Regions from separate parts of the Mus musculus genome. Here all the other regions are linked to region 3. A link is a contact called in public HiChIP or PLAC-seq and promoter capture Hi-C data. All regions are on one chromosome and are shown on one strand. Each heading gives the region's core, a stretch centred on a gene start, on an enhancer-like site or on the middle of the called end of the contact. The rest is flanking DNA. Distances are from core to core; before and after follow the strand shown.

The links. Promoter capture Hi-C pulls out the DNA fragments that hold promoters and counts their contacts. HiChIP or PLAC-seq counts read pairs in DNA pulled down with a chosen protein or histone mark.
Region 1: a contact with region 3 is called in an H3K27ac HiChIP or PLAC-seq map of embryonic stem cells, with 5 times the contacts expected there. The contact joins the promoter of Ahrr here to the enhancer-like site in region 3. A contact is called at or near these places in 23 of 39 promoter capture datasets (the 3T3-L1 cell line, 3T3-L1-derived adipocytes, the C10 cell line and 15 more), 1 of 15 datasets of contacts at CTCF or cohesin (large pre-B cells), 9 of 484 Hi-C or Micro-C datasets (bone marrow, brown adipocytes, cardiomyocytes and 2 more), 7 of 115 datasets of contacts at active chromatin or transcription factors (differentiating embryonic stem cells, embryonic stem cells, extraembryonic endoderm stem cells and 3 more) and 3 of 9 other capture datasets (adipose tissue, embryonic stem cells and liver).
Region 2: a contact with region 3 is called in a promoter capture Hi-C map of liver, with 1.8 times the contacts expected there. The contact joins the promoter of Clptm1l here to the enhancer-like site in region 3. A contact is called at or near these places in 2 of 39 promoter capture datasets (liver and pre-B cells), 2 of 115 datasets of contacts at active chromatin or transcription factors (bone marrow-derived macrophages and large pre-B cells) and 1 of 9 other capture datasets (adipose tissue).

What each region holds. Positions count from the first base shown.
Region 1 is chr13:74,291,045-74,293,744 of GRCm38.p6, forward strand. It overlaps Ahrr (aryl-hydrocarbon receptor repressor), which reads right to left and starts at 1,287. Exons shown (of 11, transcript NM_009644.3): 1 at 1,187-1,287.
Region 2 is chr13:73,602,652-73,605,351 of GRCm38.p6, forward strand. Clptm1l (CLPTM1-like) reads left to right here and starts at 1,351. Exons shown (of 17, transcript NM_146047.2): 1 at 1,351-1,748; 2 at 2,279-2,379. The coding sequence starts at 1,587.
Region 3 is chr13:74,024,408-74,027,107 of GRCm38.p6, forward strand. All of the region lies in intron 2 of Tppp (tubulin polymerization promoting protein), which reads left to right. Among named protein-coding and RNA genes, the nearest start is that of Tppp, 16 kb to the left of the region's middle. Within about 2 kb of position 1,399, at least 102 of the 459 cell types and tissues checked have an H3K27ac peak or open chromatin away from gene starts, as enhancers often do. A contact at or near this core is called in 3T3-L1-derived adipocytes, adipose tissue, brown adipocytes and 9 more, where this site is marked.

The DNA.
Region 1 (2,700 bases), core at 37-2,536, 270 kb after region 3:
CAGGGCTGCTGGATTAGCTCAGTAGGTATCCTAGTCTGGAATAATCAGCACTTGGCCATGCCCCTGCTCATGAAAAAAGACAGCCACTGCTCACTGCGTCAGGGTCTCATACCAAGGCAGGCCACTCCCCATGATGGGCAAAAGTGAACCAGACTCTGAGGCCTAGAGTGTCTCCTACTATGAGTTCCTTGATCAGGCTAGGAGAAGTTAAATTACACTGTACAGTACCCCCAAGCTCTGGGGTATCACCCAAGGTGTACACATAAGCTTCTCCTAGAGTTGAGCCTCTAAGTTTAGCTGGATACAGTCCTGAGGAGCCAAGTTACACCTCGCACCCCGGACAAGGGTAGCCAAAGTGAGAAAGATCTCATGAATCCAAACCGTAGAAACAGCTGCAAAAAATAGACCTTTTGGAGGGTGGGGGGACCCTTGTACTAGAACTGTGCAAAGCCTGAACCTCCTTCCAGGAGAAGCCCCGGGAGGGGAACGAGAGTTGTCCCCAATAGAGAGAGCTCTCCAACTGGGACTGGGGAAGCAACACAAGGCCGAGGACTCCAGGGTTTGTACCACTAAGATTTTCAGCAACACCAGGGTCCTGTCTCTTTCTGAAAGAAGCCATACACCGTAATTTTCTGCTTCTCAAAATTGGAGAAGGCAAATATTTCTGGTGCCACTAATTGGACAATTCCCGGAATGGTGGAAGTCCCTCCAAAGCGTGAATCCCTTGTTACTGCCCTCTGATCTCCATGAAAGGGCTTGCTACTGCGCCACTTTCGCTGGCTGTGCCCGTGGTGCTCCAGTCCCAGGGATAGCTAAGGCGGCCTGTGAGGAGCCCCCTTGCCATCATCTGCAAAAAACTTCTAAAAGACATTAGGTCCAAGGCAAAAGGACTCTCCAATGCGGGACAGGTATTCCCTGGCTCATTTTCGGGAGTGAAGGAGTTTGGGGACAGGATACCCAAGTCAAGAGAAAACTGACTCCTCAAAACTGAAGAACCTGACTGGCTTCCCTCAAAGGTCTGATGCCAAGAGAGAAGCCCCTGGAGTGCCCATCACTTTCAGCAATTCTGGACCCTCCAGATGCAAAAATGTGTAGCAGAAGGGGCCCCAGACCAAGCTGGACAATCTCAGAGTGGCTACAGCAGAGGCAAAGACCAGAGAGCCCCGTGAAGTCCAAGAGTACTTACCCGGGGCAGGCGGGGCGCAGAAGATCGGGCGCGCCCGCTGAGGGAGCCGCGGAGGCCAGGAGCTGTCAGCTCTCTCATCTCTGGGACCTGGCCTCAGACTAGAGAAGGAAAGCCCCACCCCAGCACGCGAGCCGCCCCGCCCGAAGCGGCAGACGCAAGGGAAAAGCGGCAGAGGGCGCACGCACATCCTTGTCCCTGCCTGCCACGCGCCCTTTCAATATTTAGGGTCCCCGGGTCTGAGTGCCTGGATAGGGTGTCACCGCTTGCTCTTCGGGTACCCGTGATCTTTGTGCCTAAATATGTTTTTACCCGGGCCTTTGGAGATCCCAGAGCAAGCCTCCAGTTTGTGCACCAAATCCCACCTGGTCCTAAGAAAATCCAGGGAGTCCTTCCTTTTGCGGAGCTGTGGGTTGGGGCCCCTTGGCCCCTGGGGCCAGAGAATGAGATCAGAATAGGTAACCAAGACTTAGCGTGTTCCTCCTTTCTTGCGCTATAGAGTTGTTTGGAAAATAAAAAAGATTAAAGATACAGTATGTTTATACTTTGCAAAGCATAAAGTATTAGTTTGCTACTTTCTGACACAGAATTTACCAAGAATGAGAAATATTAGGTACATTGGGGTCTTTCAGGGGACATTCTCGTCTAAGCTTTTCAGGACACCACATGGTGGATAGGCTCAGCCCTAAACATACCTATTCGGCTGTCCCGCCTGGCCTAGGCATCGTGACTCTTACTAACAAGCACAAGGTTCAGAGACTCCTGGAATCTCTGAAGTTCTTCGTGTGGGCAGTCTGCTCTCCATGTCCCACCCCTCATCCAGTCCCTCCCACCTTCCACCTAGGCACCCAGTCCTGATTTTGACCCTGCCCACGTTTCAGGCTCTTGGGAAGCACCCGAGTATCACACTGTCCATTGGCTAGGGTTCCTCCAAAGTACCCTTGCTTGCTTCTGCTCCTTAGATTTGAACTGGCTGTTTGTTCTGAAGGCATTCTCTTCCCTACAAGGGAACAAGGGACCAGCCCTGGGATCTCAGAAGTAAAAGGTACTTTGCCTCTTCTGTGCACAGCTCTGAACGTGAACAACTAGTTCGCGAGTTTTGTCAGAGAATCTGGAAACATAAGGGCAGTTCTGTTCTCTATTTTGTAAACAACTCTGCGTGGCAGACAACAGAGGCTCAGCAATAATGGTTGGATAAATGTATTTATATTGGGTTTTTGTATCAGACAACGTGCACCTACACTACCATGTTTTTTGTTTATTTTTGGTTTTGTTTGTTTGCTTGCTTGTTTGTTTCTAGATAGAGTTTCTCAGTGTAACTCTGGCTTTCCTAGAACTCAGAGATCCACCTGCCTGTCTCCTGAGTGTTGGGATTAAAGGCGTGTGCCGTCACCACCTGGCTCACTACCACAGTTTTTTTAAAAAAAATGATTAATTGTATTTTAATCTGTTTTTTTTTTAATGTAAACTATGCCTAGAAAAACTTGGTCTGTTAGAACTGAAGTTATTGTAAATTT
Region 2 (2,700 bases), core at 101-2,600, 420 kb before region 3:
AGCCAACAAGCTTCTGAAAACAGGAAATATCATTTTTTGCTTGATCTCTGCAGGCCATCGTCCTGGGCTGTCACAGCACTGGCCACTTCACTCTAGAAACTGTGTATACCCTAAACCAAGAAATATTTAAGAAGATTAAAATGAAGGCCAGAAGAACCTGATACTCTGTTATTCTTGCAGAGAGGAGCCTAGCATAACTGTCCTCTTAAGAGGCTCTACCCAGCAGCTGACTGAAACAGATACAGAGACCCACAGCTAAACATTAGACAGAGCTTGGGGAGTCTTATAGAAAAGTTGGAGCAAGAATTGAGATCTGGGGGGGACAGGAGTCCACAAGACCAACAGAGTCAACTAACCTGGGCCCTTGGGGGTCTCCCAAAGACTAAACCACCAACCAAAGAGCATACATGGACTGGACCTACACCCCACCCCAACACATATATAGCAGATGTGCAGCTTGGTCTTCATTCAAGTTCCCCAACAAATGGACCCGGGTCTGTCCCAGTGTTGCCTACCTGTGGATCCCGTTCCCCTAACTAGGCTGCCTTGTCTGGCCTCAGTGGGAGAGAATGTGGCCAGTCCTGCAGTGACTTGATGTGCCAGGGGTGGGTTGGTACCCAGTGGAGCCTCCCCTTCTCAGAGAAGGGGAGAGGGAGTAGGGAAGAGAGTAGGGGCTGGCATCAGGACGTAAAGTGAACAATTAATGGACTCCGATGGTTTATCTGAGTGGCCTACCCCCTTCTGAGATGAGAAGGGGAGAGGGGACAGGGGAGAGGATAAGAGGAGAGTAGGGGCTGACATCGGGATGTAAAGTGAATAAATAAATTTAAGAACCCAGATGGTTTTATCTGAATGAGTAATGGGAAGTCCGGGAAAAAGATCTTCTTGAGATATAACCTACCTTTGCATGTTAGCCAGGATTAAGATTTATATTACCGCAAAGGAACTTATTCTTCTGACAAAAGGGGCAAGTGACCTGTAAAAACTCTTTTTGACCTTTTCTGGCCATCTTGAACTGCATGTTATCAACACAGTAACCTCACACCCGAGAAATCGGTATTTGAGTTTCCTGAGTCTCCTCCGTGTTTTCTTAACTTTTGGACGCTCCCCTAGACTTTGAAGAGCCAGGATCAGGGTCGTCCCCGCCATCATCCTGGGGCGCCGCCGTAAGGCTGCACAGGGCCTTAAGAAGAGCAACGCAAAGAAAAAATTTCCAAGAACCGGGTGCCGCCAAGGTTGGTGGCGGACCTGGGCTCCCACAGGCATGCCGGGAGTACGGCGCAAGAGGCTGACGTCACGCGCGCGCGCCGGTCGTGCGGTCGTCGTGAGGTTGCGAGTGCGTGGCGGAGCGTCTGGCTCCCAGAGGGCCGTGCGCGTCCACTTCCGCCAGCTGCTCGGTTCCCGGAAGCGGTGGCCGGCAAATCCGGCCAATCCCCCAGCGCCGGGTGTGGGTTATCGGGAGCATGCGGGGCGGCCGGCGGCCCGCGCGAGGCGCGTTGGTTTCCCCGCGGCGGTGGCGGTGGCGCGCAGCGGCTCTCCCGTGAGCGGCGGGCGGCGGCGGCGCTCGGCCCGCAGGTTGCGGCGCCATGTGGAGCGGCCGCAGCTCTTTTACCAGCTTGGTGGTGGGCGTGTTCCTGGTGTACGTGGTGCATACCTGCTGGGTCATGTACGGTATCGTCTATACCCGTCCGTGCTCGGGTGACTCCAACTGCATCCAGCCCTATCTGGCCCTGCGGCCCAAACTGCAGGTGAGCGTCCGGGAGCCCTAAGAAGGCGCCTCCCGGCCGGGTGCTACCACCCACCCCCTACTGGCACTGGTCAGAGGGTTTCGGGCTACCAGTTTTGCCCCTTATCACTGATGTCACTGTCCAATGTTCTGGTTAGGTGGCAGTGAGAGCTGGAGTTGAGACTTCTCTGTTCTCTGCTGCTCTCTTGTTACCCCTTGGTGCTCTGCCCTACCCCGATTATAACTGAGATCCAGTTGCCCTACACGTGTTTCCTAACGGGACCCCAGTGGAAGTTAACAGGAGATCTCCAGCCATATGGGAGTCAGGCTGCTAGCTCTGCCCTCTTATCACCTGTGTCACTTCCTGCTTCTAGTGGGAATTCCGGACAGGTCAGCTCTACAGTTAGGTTCCTTGTTCACAGCAGTGTCACACAGGCCATCTTGCCCAAGCTCACCCTCTGAGAGGTAGCCCTCAGATTGCTACCCTCTCACAATAGTTACATGTTTTCTATCAGGACCTTTTGGCTATTCATTCTTGCTCACTCTTTCCAGCTGAGTGTTTACACCACCACACGGTCCAGCCTTGGTGCAGAGAACAATGTGGACCTGATCTTGAACGTGGAAGACTTTGATGTGGATTCCAAATTTGAAAGGTGTGGATGTGGGACAGATTGCCAGAGATGGGTTCCAGGATGTCATGGATAGCATTGTATGTAGAGTGAGGACATCCTATAGAAGCACTCCTGTCTAGGGTCTGTGTAAACAGTCAAGCTGAAAGTAACAGGTGTTTGTCACTTAGCAAGTAGCTTTTACTGCAATCTAAGGGCAGCGTGGTTTACTACAGCCCATGTAGTCTCCCAAGGAATGATACATTGGCCTACCTAGTAAGAGTAGTTAGTTCACTTGTTACTTACAAGTAAGTGACCTTTGGCATTAGAATATAAATCTCAATGCTCAGCTATATACAGTAACTT
Region 3 (2,700 bases), core at 149-2,648:
GGGTCTTTTGGATGACGAGGGCCACAGAGGACTGAGTACTCCAGCTCCACGTGTCCTTCCTGTCGTGGGAAGCGCTGGACCCCTATGAATGAATCATGCGAAGCGAATGCTTGTTCCCAGAATGCAGAACTTCAGATGCTCAGACATTTCATTCCTGACTCCAGGACATGGTCATTGTTCACTGTAAACTCTGGGCTGCCTGAGAACTTTGGACTGTCCCTGTCTTGTAAGTCAAGGTCCTGGAGAGCAAGTATATGCAGCCCAAGCCTAGAGAAGGCTCAAGGCTCTGACAGTCTAGGCAGACAGACAATCAGTGCTAGGCTTGCTGACACTGTGGGGCTGATGTCTAGCTGGGCGGCTGGGGTCAGGTGAGGATTCTGTACGTAGAGACCCAGAAACTCCTTTCGCCTACACACCTAGACCCTTGAGACCCTAGAGGCTGCCATCCCCCCATCTCTGTCTTTGAACTCTCATTCCTGCTGAGTCTGGGCTCCATTGGGTTCCTTATGAATGATGTTCCTCTTGGAACTCTTCTGTTCTGGAGGAGGAGCCTCACTCCAGAGGCATTTGTGAACAGAGGATTCAGAGTCCTGTTGTCCTCTAGTGTAGAGGGACAGTATTCTGAGTACCAGGGTGGTGAGGGAATGCTAAAAAGGATCAGCAGAAAGGGCTGGGGAACTCTGGGATTGATATTTCCGGGAAAAATGGGGCTGTAGTGGTGCTAGTTGTACTATGAGGTCTGGGCATTTGTGATCCCATGAGGGGCAGCAATTGCCTCCTATAGGAGTTTGGAGCCTGGGAGGAAATTGCTTAGGTATCTCCAGGAAGTTGCTGACTCTGACAGGACTTGAGAGGGGAAAAAAAAAAGTTCAACTATTTCTGTTTTGGGGCAGGTTGCCATGGCTCTGCAGGCGTGGCGCCAGCTGGGGTATCTGCAGCCTTTGTTTAGGTCCCTGTCACTATGGCAACGCTTGTTTGTTTTGATGTTACTATGTGTTAAATTTTAAACAAATTTCTTGAAGCTCTATACCAAGTTTTATTGTAGACTACTGTTAACCTAGCAAAAGGCTCCATCCTGCAAAAGGCTCAGCATGGCCAGTCTCCACACAGTTAATGGAGACCTGGCATTGAAGCAAGGCCAGCTTGGTGCAGCTTGGGGAACACCTGCCAGCCCTAGGCATTGTATCTATCTGTGACTGTCTGCAGGGGATCTTTGTTCCTGAGTGTCTGTGTGTGTACCCTTGATTGCTTGTGGAAGAAGAGATACAGAGGCCTTGGGGTTGGGCTGGGCTTACCTACTGCCTCCTTATTTTAACCACCATACTACCAGGTAAGGAGGCCCTAGACCTTTGGCCTTCCTGGGCCTGGACTGGGTGCTGGGTAACCTCCAGAGTAAACACACAGATTCCTGCCAACACTGTGCAGAGTCAGAAAGTAACTTGGCTGGGGTGTCAGGGCCGGGTGTCCATTATGTCTGAATACAGGTCAGAAGGAAGCCAGGCCAGTCCCTACATGTAAGAAAGCAGGGTCTAGATCTGTCTAGACTGGGGATTTGTCAGCCACTGCTCAGTCTATGAGCTGTTTAGTGTTCCTTACATGCCACAGCTAGTTATAAAGGCCTGATGGGATGTTTCAGATGTCTGTATGCTGCCAAGGAGGCTCAGTAGAGAAGCCGCCTGGGCTAAGTAATCCATTACTCCTAGGAACAGGCCTCAGGTCTGGAGTCCTGGCCAGAGTTTTGGGTACCTGTGGTGAGGATGTGTTTCTGTGTGTACTACTTGTACAAATATCTCAGAGAATCCAGATGCCAAGGATCCTGGACATGTGAGGACCTTTGGAGGCAGCCTCTGTTCCTGGCTGTGGTGCCCACTCAGTTCCACTCATCTGTGGCACACATGTCACTGGAGCTCCTCCATCAGGCTCTGCTTCCTGGATCTCAGACAAGGCTAACAGTCCCATGCTCCAGGGAAGAGTGCCTGACCCTGCAGGCTTTGAGTGGAGCAAGATCCAGCATGCCTCTTACTCTTCAGGCGCCCCAGTACCTGAAGCCTTGCTGCTATTCTTACTTCTGCATGGCCCTCTAGTGGCTGTATATGGCAGTATAGTGACTCCTCAGTCGCCTGCTGGGAAACTTAGGGTTTTGACCTCTGTTGGGGGAAAGGCAGGACATGTGGAACTTTTTTTGCCTGATAGTCACTGAGCTAGTTGCCTCCGTGACTTTCTGCATAAGGCTTCGTATGTTCTGCTGAGTCTGCAGTGATAGGCCGTTTGGGTGAGAAGCATATTCTGTTCCTTAGCTCTTCCATCTTGCTTGGGAAGCTGGCTGGCCAGTGCACGAAGGACATGTAAGAGAATGATCTTCCCCAAACATCTATAACTTGTCTGAGCAACCAGAGGCATATCCATCCTCATGGCTTACCCCTACTTAATCCAGGTCAGAACCATGAGGAGGTAGGGGTGGGCAGATGTGCTCACTTTGGGTCACCGGGTGAATGTTTATCCCACAGCCTCAGGTCCCTTGGAAGAAAACAAAACGACAAGTAGAAAGGGGCTTTAAGGATTTGTTCTCAACAGAGGGAAGTAGCAATGCTGCAGGTCACAGATGCCTCCTCTAGGCAAGCTGGTGACTGCCAGTAAAGAGACATAATGTGGAATGTACCCAGAGTAGGGTCATAGTTTACTGAGGTTAGCAGAGTAGGG